2 separate regions of the Sus scrofa genome follow, and region 1 is linked to region 2. A link is a contact called in public Hi-C data. All regions are on one chromosome and are shown on one strand. Each heading gives the region's core, a stretch centred on a gene start, on an enhancer-like site or on the middle of the called end of the contact. The rest is flanking DNA. Distances are from core to core; before and after follow the strand shown. Region 1 holds the start of CX3CR1 (CX3C chemokine receptor 1). Region 2 has its middle 37 kb from the start of XIRP1.

The links. Hi-C and Micro-C count contacts between places; a contact is called where the count stands out from the background.
Region 1: a Hi-C map of alveolar macrophages shows a contact between it and region 2, with 1.8 times the contacts expected there. The contact joins the promoter of CX3CR1 here to the enhancer-like site in region 2. A contact is called at or near these places in 5 of 47 Hi-C or Micro-C datasets (alveolar macrophages, blood, brain and 1 more).

What each region holds. Positions count from the first base shown.
Region 1 is chr13:23,955,784-23,961,148 of Sscrofa11.1, forward strand. CX3CR1 (CX3C chemokine receptor 1) reads right to left here and starts at 1,784. Exons shown (of 2, transcript XM_003358374.4): 1 at 1,633-1,784.
Region 2 is chr13:23,910,697-23,916,270 of Sscrofa11.1, forward strand. No RefSeq gene overlaps it. Among named protein-coding and RNA genes, the nearest start is that of XIRP1, 37 kb to the left of the region's middle. Within about 2 kb of position 2,770, at least 5 of the 83 cell types and tissues checked have an H3K27ac peak or open chromatin away from gene starts, as enhancers often do. A contact at or near this core is called in alveolar macrophages, where this site is marked.

The DNA of each region.
Region 1 (5,365 bases), core at 534-3,033, 44 kb after region 2:
CAGAGCTAACCACAGCTAGCTTTTAGCTTTCTCATCCTATCTTTATGCATATTTTTAATATTAATATAGAGTATATTTATATCTAAAATGAAAATACTATTTTAAAAGCATTTTATTATACAATTCCTGAACATAAAAAAGCAGAGAGGACCCCGACGCACTCACCACCCAGCTTCCATAATTCGCAACTCATGATCAGTATTTTATCTATTCCTCACTTTATGCCCTACTGGATTATTTAAAATAAATCCAGATGTCATGACATTTTACCCATAAACTTAACTAAGTGTGAATCTCTAAAACAATAAGAAAGACAAAAATAAAATTATTTAAAAATAACTTCAATGTTATTTCTCACCTTAAAAAGTTAATAATTCCTCAGTATCATCCAGATGTGATTTTACCTTTCTAAAAAAATTTATTTTATTTTATACCAGATTTACAATGTGTTGATTTCTGCTGAATAGCAAAGTGATTTAGCTTTTTTTTTTTTTTTTTTTTTTTTTTTTTTTTTTTGTCTTTTTGCTATTTCTTGGGCGCTCCCGCGGCATATGGAGGTTCCCAGGCTAGGGGTCGAATCGGAGCTGTAGCCATCAGCCTACGCCAGAGCCACAGCAACGCGGGATCCAAGCCGCGTCTGCAACCTACACCACAGCTCACGGCAATGCCGGATCCTTAACCCACTGAGCAAGGGCAAGGACTGAACCCGCAACCTCATGGTTCCTAGTCGGGTTCGTTAACCACTGTGACATGACGGGAACTCCATGATTTAGTTTTTTAATGTATATTCTTTTTCATATTACTTTCCCTGATGGTTTATTATACAATATTGAATATAGTTCCCTGTGCTATACAGTAGGACCTTGTTTATTCATCCTACATGTAATCATGGGCAGATGCAATTTTATTTTTTTATTATTATTGTTATTATTATTATTTTGTCTATACCTGTGGCATGTGGAAGTTCCCAGGCCAGGGACTGAACCCATGCCATAGTGCAACCTGAGCCACTACAGTGACAACGCTGGATCCTTAAACCTCTGAGCCACCAGGGAAATCTGATACAATTTTATTTTATTTTGTCTTTTTTAGGGCTGCATCCATGGCGTATGGAAGTTCCCAGGTTAGGGCTGAATCAGAATGTATCCACCTGCCTGTGCCACAGCCACAGCAATGCCAGATCCAAGTGGAGTCTGTAACCTACACCACAGTTCATGGCAATACCATATTCTTAACCCACTGAGCGAGGCCAGGGCTTGAACCTGCGTCCTCTTGGATACTAGGCAGATTCATTTCTGCTGAGCCAGGATGGGAACTCCCTGATACAATTTTAAGTGATGCTTTTTTAAAATGAGCATTTCTCCATGTCCCTGAAATGTAATTACTAATGCTTTTAATCATATTGCATCACATTGAGCAGATCATAAATGATCTAATTACCCACTGTCCTCTCCCCACTTCTCCCAAGCCCCTTGGACATTTAGGTTGCAGTATCCTCAGGAAAATGGTATCGCTTGTTAGGATGTGAAGCAAACCAGCCTCTTTAACCCACTTTGACCTCTGACCAAAGTGCCTCCCCCACCTGGCACCCACAGGGCACCCTCAGGTGCTAACCACATCCTCTTCTCTTACCTGGGCTGGACCTGGGGAGGGAACTTCTGGATGTGCCAATCCGCCACCCTGTCCTGCGAAGACTCTACCAGAGAGTATTTCCCTTTCCCTCCCTCCTTATTTGCAAAGTTAGCCAATAGTGTCTGGTTTCCTGTGAGGTAGACTATGTTTAGATGCTGCCCACGCAAGTTCAGAAGCTCCAGGCTAGAGGCCAGCTGAGACAGGAGGGTCTGAATTCACAAACCTGGGAGCCTAGGGGCACACACAAGCCTGGGGACAGACCAGGAGGGGTTTGGAGGGAGTGATAGCTTGGGGGCTGTGTTATCTACCCCTACCCCAATGTGAGTGGAGGGCAGGGAACAGTGCAGCTCTCCTTAATGATATGCTTCAAGAAAGCCCAGGAACTGAGCCTCAGTTTTCCTGCCAGTAAAAGGGAGCCCATAATACTCACTGGGGTGCAGGTTTGCTGAGCTACAGATTTTCTCTTCAGAGTGTGGTCCCAGCTGGGAACTTATCAGAAATGTAGCACGTCAGACCCTGCCCTAGGCCTCTTGAAGTAAGACTCTGCTTTTTTTTTTTTCCTTTTCGATGCCTTATAGATTTTATTCATGATAAAGAAAATTCACCTCTATGTATCTTTATTTTTTTTTCCCATGTGACTCGCTTTATTATGACATCTGCTTTATTGCGGTGGTCTGGGACCAAACCCACGATATTTCTAAGGTATGCCTATATTGTTTTATAAAAACAAAAAATTTTATTTATTGAAGTATAGTTGATTTATAGTGTTTCAGGTATACAGCAAAGTGATTCAGTTATGCATATATGTATTCTTTTTCAGATTATTTTCCTCTATAGGTTATTACAAGATAGGGAATATAGAGACTGCATTTTAATGACGTTCTTAGGAGATGGTCAACATATTGAGTTTGAGAGGCATTGGCACAGAAAGCACCTACAGAGTGCCTGGCACCTGGTGGGCACTCAATAGCATGTTTCCCCTCAACTCCCTCCTTTAAGGCTCTTTGTGGTTCCCTGTACCCTGCAGTTAAGCCCATGTTGTGTATCTGATGGGCAGTGGTCCAGGCTGCTCCAGTGGGATGTGCCACCCAGTTGGGTCCTGATTTCCAGGCTGTGATCCTTCCCCCAACCCTGGCCAAATGGTTCTCTGACTGGAACTAGAATCTCAACCACCATGGCCACACTGCTTTCCTACCACTTCCTTACCTGCCCGAGTCACATTCAAGGCCAAGACTCCTCCTGGTCACCCCTTCCCAGGGCCTAGCCAGTGTCTGGAATAGGTAGGCCCTCAGTACATGTGTTTATTGAGTGGTTGATGACACCCCCCCCAGGCCTTCCCTGGCTCCTCACTGCCCTTCTCACCACCTGTGCCCAGCACAACCCTGGCTCTAGTCACTGTGGTCCTAAGGGGAGGACTGAACTGCAAGCTCCCCGTCCCCCCGCCCCCACATACCGCTCCTCATCCCCAACACAGACTCTCCAGCCAGGACCAGCTGTGAGTGGGACAGCAGTGCCCCAAGCTGGGTGACCTGCTGGCATTTGAGGAAGTCCACTGCCCAGTTTCCTTTCTCAGTCTTCCCCTGGCCTCAGTGTCAGGCTATCTTCTTGGCCAGGCTAGAATTTGTGCTAAAAATAATCCAAGACTACTGCTGGATTCCCCCACCCCCAGGGAAATTCAATATAGAGGAGCCTGCCCCACTGGGACTGGCAGATAGACTTTACTCAAATGCCTTGAGCTGCAGGAAACTTCAGATGCTTGTTAGTGTTTGTGGACGTTTCTTCTGGATGGGTGGATGTGTATTCCACCTGGACAGAAAAATCCTCTAAAGTAGTTAAAGCCCTCCTTAAGAAATTATTCCCTGAGTTGGATTGCCTACCCCCTTCAAAGCCCTTCAAAGTGATGGTGAGCCTGCTCCTGTCCCCAGGATAACCCAGCAGGGATCTAAAGCATTGCATGTGGGTTGGAAACTACATTCATCCTGGAGTCACACTCAACAAGAAAAATTGAGAAAATGAATCACATATTGAAAAAGAGCATTGCTACCGTATGCCAGGAGACTAATTTATCTAGGAATAAGGCCTCTGCTGTTGCACTGCTATAGAATTGAGTGGCTCCCAGAAGCAAGCTTAAATTAAGCCCTTCTGAAATGTTGGGTGGTGGATTGTTCCAAGTGTCTGCGATCAGGCTAGTAATCCATGTGGCAAGGTTGCTGTGAGGGTTAGCAATGACACATGTAAAGCATGTCAGATGGCGCTTCGTGGCAGGGGTGGTTAGCCATTTCGTTGTTGCAGAGTTGCCCTCTCTGAGCATCTCTGATGTCAGATGGGAACTTCATGGTCAGGCAGCCAACAGGGGAGTCTGTCCTTGTTTCCTATGTTAGGGAATCCCATATGGTTGAGCCCACTGATTGGGAACAATGAGGAGGATGGCTATGACGGCATGTGCAGCTCAGGCCATGGTTTACAAAGCTTTCCCGCAGGCACCAGCCCCTTTTCAGGGCAGGGAACTAGGCCCAAGGCGGTTAAAGGAATAACACAAGGCCACTCAGCAGGTACAGTTTAGAAATTTACATACATGTGGTGTCTGGCTGTTTCTCCGCATATTACCAACCAGAGCAATGCCTCTGAGAAGCCTCAGGGTGGACAACCATCACTCTCCTAAGGGCTTTCTTTTAGCCCTGGGAGAGCAGCTTGTGAGGGAACCAACCAATGGCCAGGGTTGTTAGGCAGGTGGAGGAGGCCAGGGTGGGGGAGTTGGGGAGGGGGAAACCATTTCCTAAATGGAAGCCTTGGGCTCCCCCTTGTGGTTTCTACATGAACTGCTGTCCTAGGCCTGGCTGATGCTGGTGTGGGCAGCAAGGTCCCTTCCATAGCCCTGAGTCAGGCAGACTCTGTGCCAGGCATGCTATAGTCAGAGTCTCATTTGACCCTCAATTCTTGGCTTGCGAACTGGGTGTTCTCAGCTGGTCGCAGAGATGATAAAATAGAGCTGAAGTCAGAGTTTACCCAGGAAAAGAATGCTGAAGCTGGTTCTCGCCTCGTTCAGTGATGGAGTTAGAGACACCCCCTTCCCAATTCTGAATTTGTAAAGGCTGTTTAAAATCAGACTCCCATAGGAGTCCCCAGTGGCACGGCGGGTTAAAGTTCCATCCTTGTCACTGCAATGGCTTGTGGTACTCCTGTAGCACAGGTTTGATCCTTGGCCTGGGAAATTACACATGCTGCCAGTGTGACCGGAAAAAGAAAAAAAAAAATTCAGACACCCCCCCCAGCTAGGCTGTGGAACTGAGGAGTCATTTTTGGACTTAATAAGGGGCTTCCCAGGTTTACAACCTGCTTTCACATTCATCATGTCTTGTAGACCTCATAGAACCCTATAAAGCAAGTTCATTAGGCATGATTATCTCCACTTTACAACCAAGAAAACAGAGATGCAGAGATAATAACAGGTGAAACTTAATCATCATCATCCTAGTTATTAATGTTCACTGTGTGCCAAGCTCTATGCTAAGCGCTTTACAGTTGTTACCTTGTTTAATACTCAAACAGCACTGGTATGGTTTCCATTTTATAGCAAGGATGCAAAGGCACAGAAAGGCGCACAGTTCAGCAACTGGCGCTGCAGTTGACTTTGGAATCTGAGTCTTCCTCACCACACTGTACTGACACAGGTAGCTCACTTCGAGCCACCATCTGTAAAAGATGGACAGGAACTGGATTCTGTCTTCCCTGG
Region 2 (5,574 bases), core at 1,520-4,019:
TTTATCTTCCCAAACCAAGGATACTCTTCTACATAACCAGCCTACACCCCTCCAAATCAGGAAATCAAAAATGAGCACTGGTTTAACACTAATGCCCTATCCAAAGACTTTATTCAGATTTTACAATTTATCCCAACAATGTCTTTTTCCTGTTTGGTCCATGATCACACTTTGCACTTAATAGTCTCTCCTTCCATCTGGGACAGACAATCTTAGTCTCGCTCTATCTCTACAACCTTAATCATTTTTTCTTTTGTTTTGACCATGCCTTTGGCATGTGGAAATTCCCAGGCCAGGGCTGGGAACTGCACCGCTGTTGCAGCCTGCACCACAGTCAGGTCCTTAACCCGCTGTCCCACAAGGGAACTTCCACCTTGATAGTTTGAAGGAGTAACAGGCCTTTCATTCTGTAGGATAAAGCTCAGCCTGGTTTTATCAGTGTTACCTCAGGATGGGACTCGGACATGCATTCTAGGGAGGAACGTATAGAAGTGATGCTGTCCTCTCACTCACTGCATCTGGAGGCTCATGATGGGTCCCTGTCCTAGTGCTGGTCATGTTCATTGCCATCACTCAGTTTTGTGTTGGCTAGGTTTCTCCACACTCTCATTATTTTCCTCTTTGTAATTGATGAGTATTTTGTGGGAAGGTACTCTCAAAGTATGCCAACATCCTACATTTCATTAAACTCCATTCTTTGACTTAGCAGACATTGATGATTCTTGCCTGAATTAACCACCGTTGTGGTGGTGATCAAATGGCCATTCTCTGTCACCATCATTCCTGTTACATTTATTAGTTGACATTCTTCTGTAAGGAAGAGCTATCCCTTTTCCTTCATGTACTTATGTCACTGTAGGCTCATGGATTTCTATTTTATTCAGTAAATTTAATCCATTATCATCATTATTATTATTATTATATCAAATCGTGCCAGATTTGACTAATAGGAGAGCCTCATCAAAAGTGGATTCTGTGACCTTTTCCTGTGTCCTCATAATTTTTTGAGCAATTCTTTACTTTCTATCATAAGAAAATGTTCCAGGATCATCTTGTAATTTCCCTGCCTCAGCCTTGGTATTGCATTAGATATTTCTCCTAGGAGTTTGAGAGTGGAACTCATTTGGAAACTAAAACCTGGTATTTTGTTGTTTATTGCTTCTGGAGTGTCATCCTTTTGCAGGCCTCCTCAGCATACAGAGGTGGAACGTTTGTGTACAAATACCTGTGTATAGTGTGTATGTGTGTGTGTGTGTGTATTCGACATAAACTGTAACTCTACATTTTGCCATGTACATTTTAAAGGCCATGGATTTGTACTGGTACCTCAAAATCTATAGATACCTTAGGGTTATTTCCAGCCTTTCCTCTTTCCTTCTGTATAACTTCCTTCTGTCAGCTGTCAACAAGAAAACCTTCTTGCATTATCTCCAGTATGGTTATTTCTGTACTTAATCTCTCCGTAAGTAATGGCTCTACCATGCTGATCACCTCCTTGGCTCACAAGAAGAGAGCCTTTGCTGCTACCTTTGTGGCCACTTTCACTCTGAAGAGAAGTGGAAGGAAGGAAAGAGAAGGGAAAGGAAGAGAAAACTAATTTAGGAAGGAGGGAAGGAAGGAATATGCACTTTTTAAAGTTGTCTTTTTATTTATTTTTACTTATTTATTTGGTCTTTTTTTGTCTTTTTAGAACCACACCCACAGCATATGGAGGTTCCCAGGCCATGGGTCAAATTGGAGCTGTAGCCTCTGGCCTATGCCAGAGACACAGCAACGTGGGATCCAAGCCGAATCTGCGACCTACACCACAGCTCACAGCAACACCAGATACTCAACCCACTGAGTAAGGCCAGGGATTGAACCTGAGTCCTCATGGATGCTAGCTGGGTTTGCTAACCACTGAGCCATAATGGGAACTCCTATTTTTATTATTATTTTATTTTATTTTATTTTATTTTATTTGTCTTTTTGCTATTTCTTGGGCCGCTCCCACGGCATATGGAGGTTCCCAGACTAGGGGTCCAATCGGAGCTGTAGCCACCGGCCTACGCCAGAGCCACAGCAACGCAGGATCCGAGCCGCGTCTGCAACCTACACCACAGCTCACGGCAACGCCGGATCGTTAACCCACTGAGCAAGGGCAGGGACCGAACCCGCAACTTCATGGTTCCTAGTCGGATTCGTTAACCACTGCGCCACGATGGGAACTCCCCTATTTTTATTTTTATCTATTTATTTTTAAAAAATATTTTGTCTGCCTTATCTATCTATCTATCTATCTATCTATCTATCTATCTATCTATCTATTTATAGTCCCTTTTGGCTGCCCTGTGGCATATGGAGTTCCTGGCCAGGGATCAGATCTGAGCCACAGTCATGACCTAAGCTGAAGCTGCAGCAAGGCTGGATCCTTAACCCACTGTGCCTGGCCAGGGATCGAACCTGAGCTCCCAAGATGCTGCAGATCCCTTTGCACCACAGTGGGAACTCCAAATTTGTCTTTTTAAACATTATTTTTTAAAAAATCCTTCTGGAAATTTTTCTTTACAGTATGAGGCTGGAATCTCTTTCAGCCTCCTCCCAAGCATAGCATTCAGTTATATTTGTTAAGTAATCTGTCCTTTCTTCTGCTTTAGTTACAGTTCCTCTATCTGTGGTTTGTGTCAGGACACGACTCAAGAATGCAAGGATAGTTCATGCTCCATGTTGGCACTTGCATAGGAAAGTCAAATATGAGGGTGTTCTCCATCTCTCAAGAGCTGAGCAGTTTCTCATCTCTCATGAGCCACAGGACTTACTCATCCTGCTGCTTCTCTTTGCTTCTCCTTCCTTCCGACAGCTTCCTCTCTTTGCACAAGGGCTGCATTGCAAGCCTGTTGGTCTGACTTTACCACTGGACTGCACTTCTTATTAGCTATAGAGTCTCTACAATGCCTATGTTTTGAGAGGATGATCTGATTGTCTCAATCCAGACTATAGATTGGTTCATCTTGGGTCTGGGGTCTGCCTCTGGTCCAGTCATCTTTGGTCAGGGTGGGGAGCAAAATTATAGTAGTTCCTGCGGAGGCCGCTGCAGGGCTGGAGATAAGATGAAGCAGTTTCTCCAAGAAAATTGAGTCGTATGGAGAACACATCTTCTACATTTTGTCATACATTAAGATCTCATAGGACAGCTTTTTCATTGATTTATAGATTTTATGAAATGAGGGCTTTGGAAAAGATTGTATGGATCTGAAAATTAAGGATTGGTTTGGGTTCACATGTCATTATGGGGAAAAACATATCTAAGTCCAGCACTTCAGTTTCTCAGATGAATAAACTGAGACTCAGATGAATAAACTGAGACCCATCATTGTCCTCATCTACATGGCCTGTCAGTGGCATAGCTGGGATTAAGTGAGGGGCCTAGGATGCACAATTTGAGGAGGCCCTCACTCTCAGAGTTGTGCCAGTGCCCTGGGTACTTCCCTTGTCTCACCCAAGGCCCAGCCCAGAGTAGAACAGGGTGCTGTCCACCAGGAGGGAGAGATGGTGTCTGGCTTGGAGGGTTTGGGTGAGGGGGGCTGATGGAGATTTCCCCTTCATTGCTACCTTCAGGGAGAAGTAATTTCCTGAGGAAGTCTGGTTAAGCTAGTTTCCTTAAAGTGAAGGATCTTGTAGCTTGGGACAGCCAATTCCCTGGAGAAGCCTGAATTATCCTGTGTACCCAGGATGCTGAGGGCCCCCTAAGTATGAGCACAGAGCTTCTTGCCCTGGTTATCTTTAGCTGACTGCTGAGGGTTGCAGAATTTCTCAGACCTGGTGATGAATACTTCTCTTTTCTCATAAAAATAGGCTTTCAGTCCAACCAGTCTTGTATGGCCTGTTCTTGCAGAAATTGGACTTGCAGGATTTGGGTTTCTTCGTTTCCTGTCTGTTGCCTGCTTCCTTCATGCACAACTTTTTTTTTTTTTTTTTTTTTTAACCACACAAGAATTTTTTAAAAGTTGTTACTGTCTTTGTAGCTGGTTGAGCCCCCCCCCCCAAAATTGCTAAGACAGCCAGTAAGACAAAGAAGAAATGAAGGATAGAAGAACAAAAAAGTAACATCCTGAAGCACTTTGTGACCTTTCTTTTGCTGCCACCTGGTCCAAGGCAGAATCTTTTTTACCTGGACTCTTGTTCCACTTTGACCCTGATTTGGTATATTCTCAATAAGGCAGCCAGAGGAAGTTGTTAAAATATAAGTTAGGCAAGAAAGTGAAGTAAAAGGCATTGAGGAGTTCCTGTTGTGGCTCAGTGGTTAACAAACCTGACTAGGATCCATGAGGATGCGGGTTCAATTCCTGGCCTCGCTCAGTGGTTTAAGGATTGGTCATTGCCGTGACTGTGGTGTAGGTCAAAGACATGGTTCGGATCCTGCGTGGCTGTGGCTATGGCTGTGGCTGTGGCCAGAGGCTACAGCTCCGATTGGACCCCTAGCCTGGGAACCAGCATATGCTGCAGGAGCGACCCTAAAAAGACAGACAGAAAAAAAAAAAAGGCATTGAGATTGGAAAGGAAGAAGTAAAATTATCTCTATTTCTAGATACCATGATCTTGTATACAGAAAATCCTAAGAAATCCTAAAAAACTATTAGAGCTAATTAATGAATTCAGCAAGGTTGTAAGATACGAGTTCAGCAAGATTGCAAGATATAAATCTATACATTTGGGAGTTCCCATTGTGGCTCAATGGAAACAAATCTGACTAGTATTCATGAGGACTCAGGTTTGATCTCTGGCCTTCCTCAGTGGGTTAAGGATCCGTTGTTGCCATGAGCTCTAGTGTAGCTCGCAGATGCAACTTGGACCCTGTGTGACTGTAGTGTAGGCCAGGGGCTATAACTCTGATTTGATCCTTAGCCTGGGAACTTCCATATGCCTCAAGTGTGGCCCTAAAAAGAAAAAAAAAAATATATATATATACATTTGTAATAATCCCAAAATTAAATTAGGAAATTAGCCCAACATGATAAACACTTAGGAATAGATTTAACAAAGGAAGTGCAAAACTTATATTCTGAAACTACAAAATATTGTTGAAAGAAATTAAAGATCTACAAAAATGGAAAAACATCCCATGTGCATAGATCAGAAGACTGAATATTGTTAAGATAGCAATACTTCCCAAATTGATCTATACATTTAATGTAGTCCCTATCAGAATCCCATCTGGCTTCTTTGTAGAAATTGACAAGCTGATCCTAAAATTCATGTGGAAACTCAGGAAACACACAATAGCCAAAACAATCTTGAAAAAGAATAAAAAGTTGGAAAACTCACACTTTGATATTTCAAAACTTCAAAACTTACAGAGGAATCATATTCAAGATAATATGGTACTGGCCTAAGGACAGACATAGAGTCAATGGATTAGAATTGAGTGTTCGTAAATAAATCCATGTTTCTATAATTGATTTTTTTTCCATTTTTTTATTACTCAAATGAATTTATCACATCTGTAGTTGTATAATGATCATAACAATCTTATTTCACAGGATTTCCATCCCACAGCCCATGCACATTCCCCCACCCCCCAAACTGTCTCCTCCA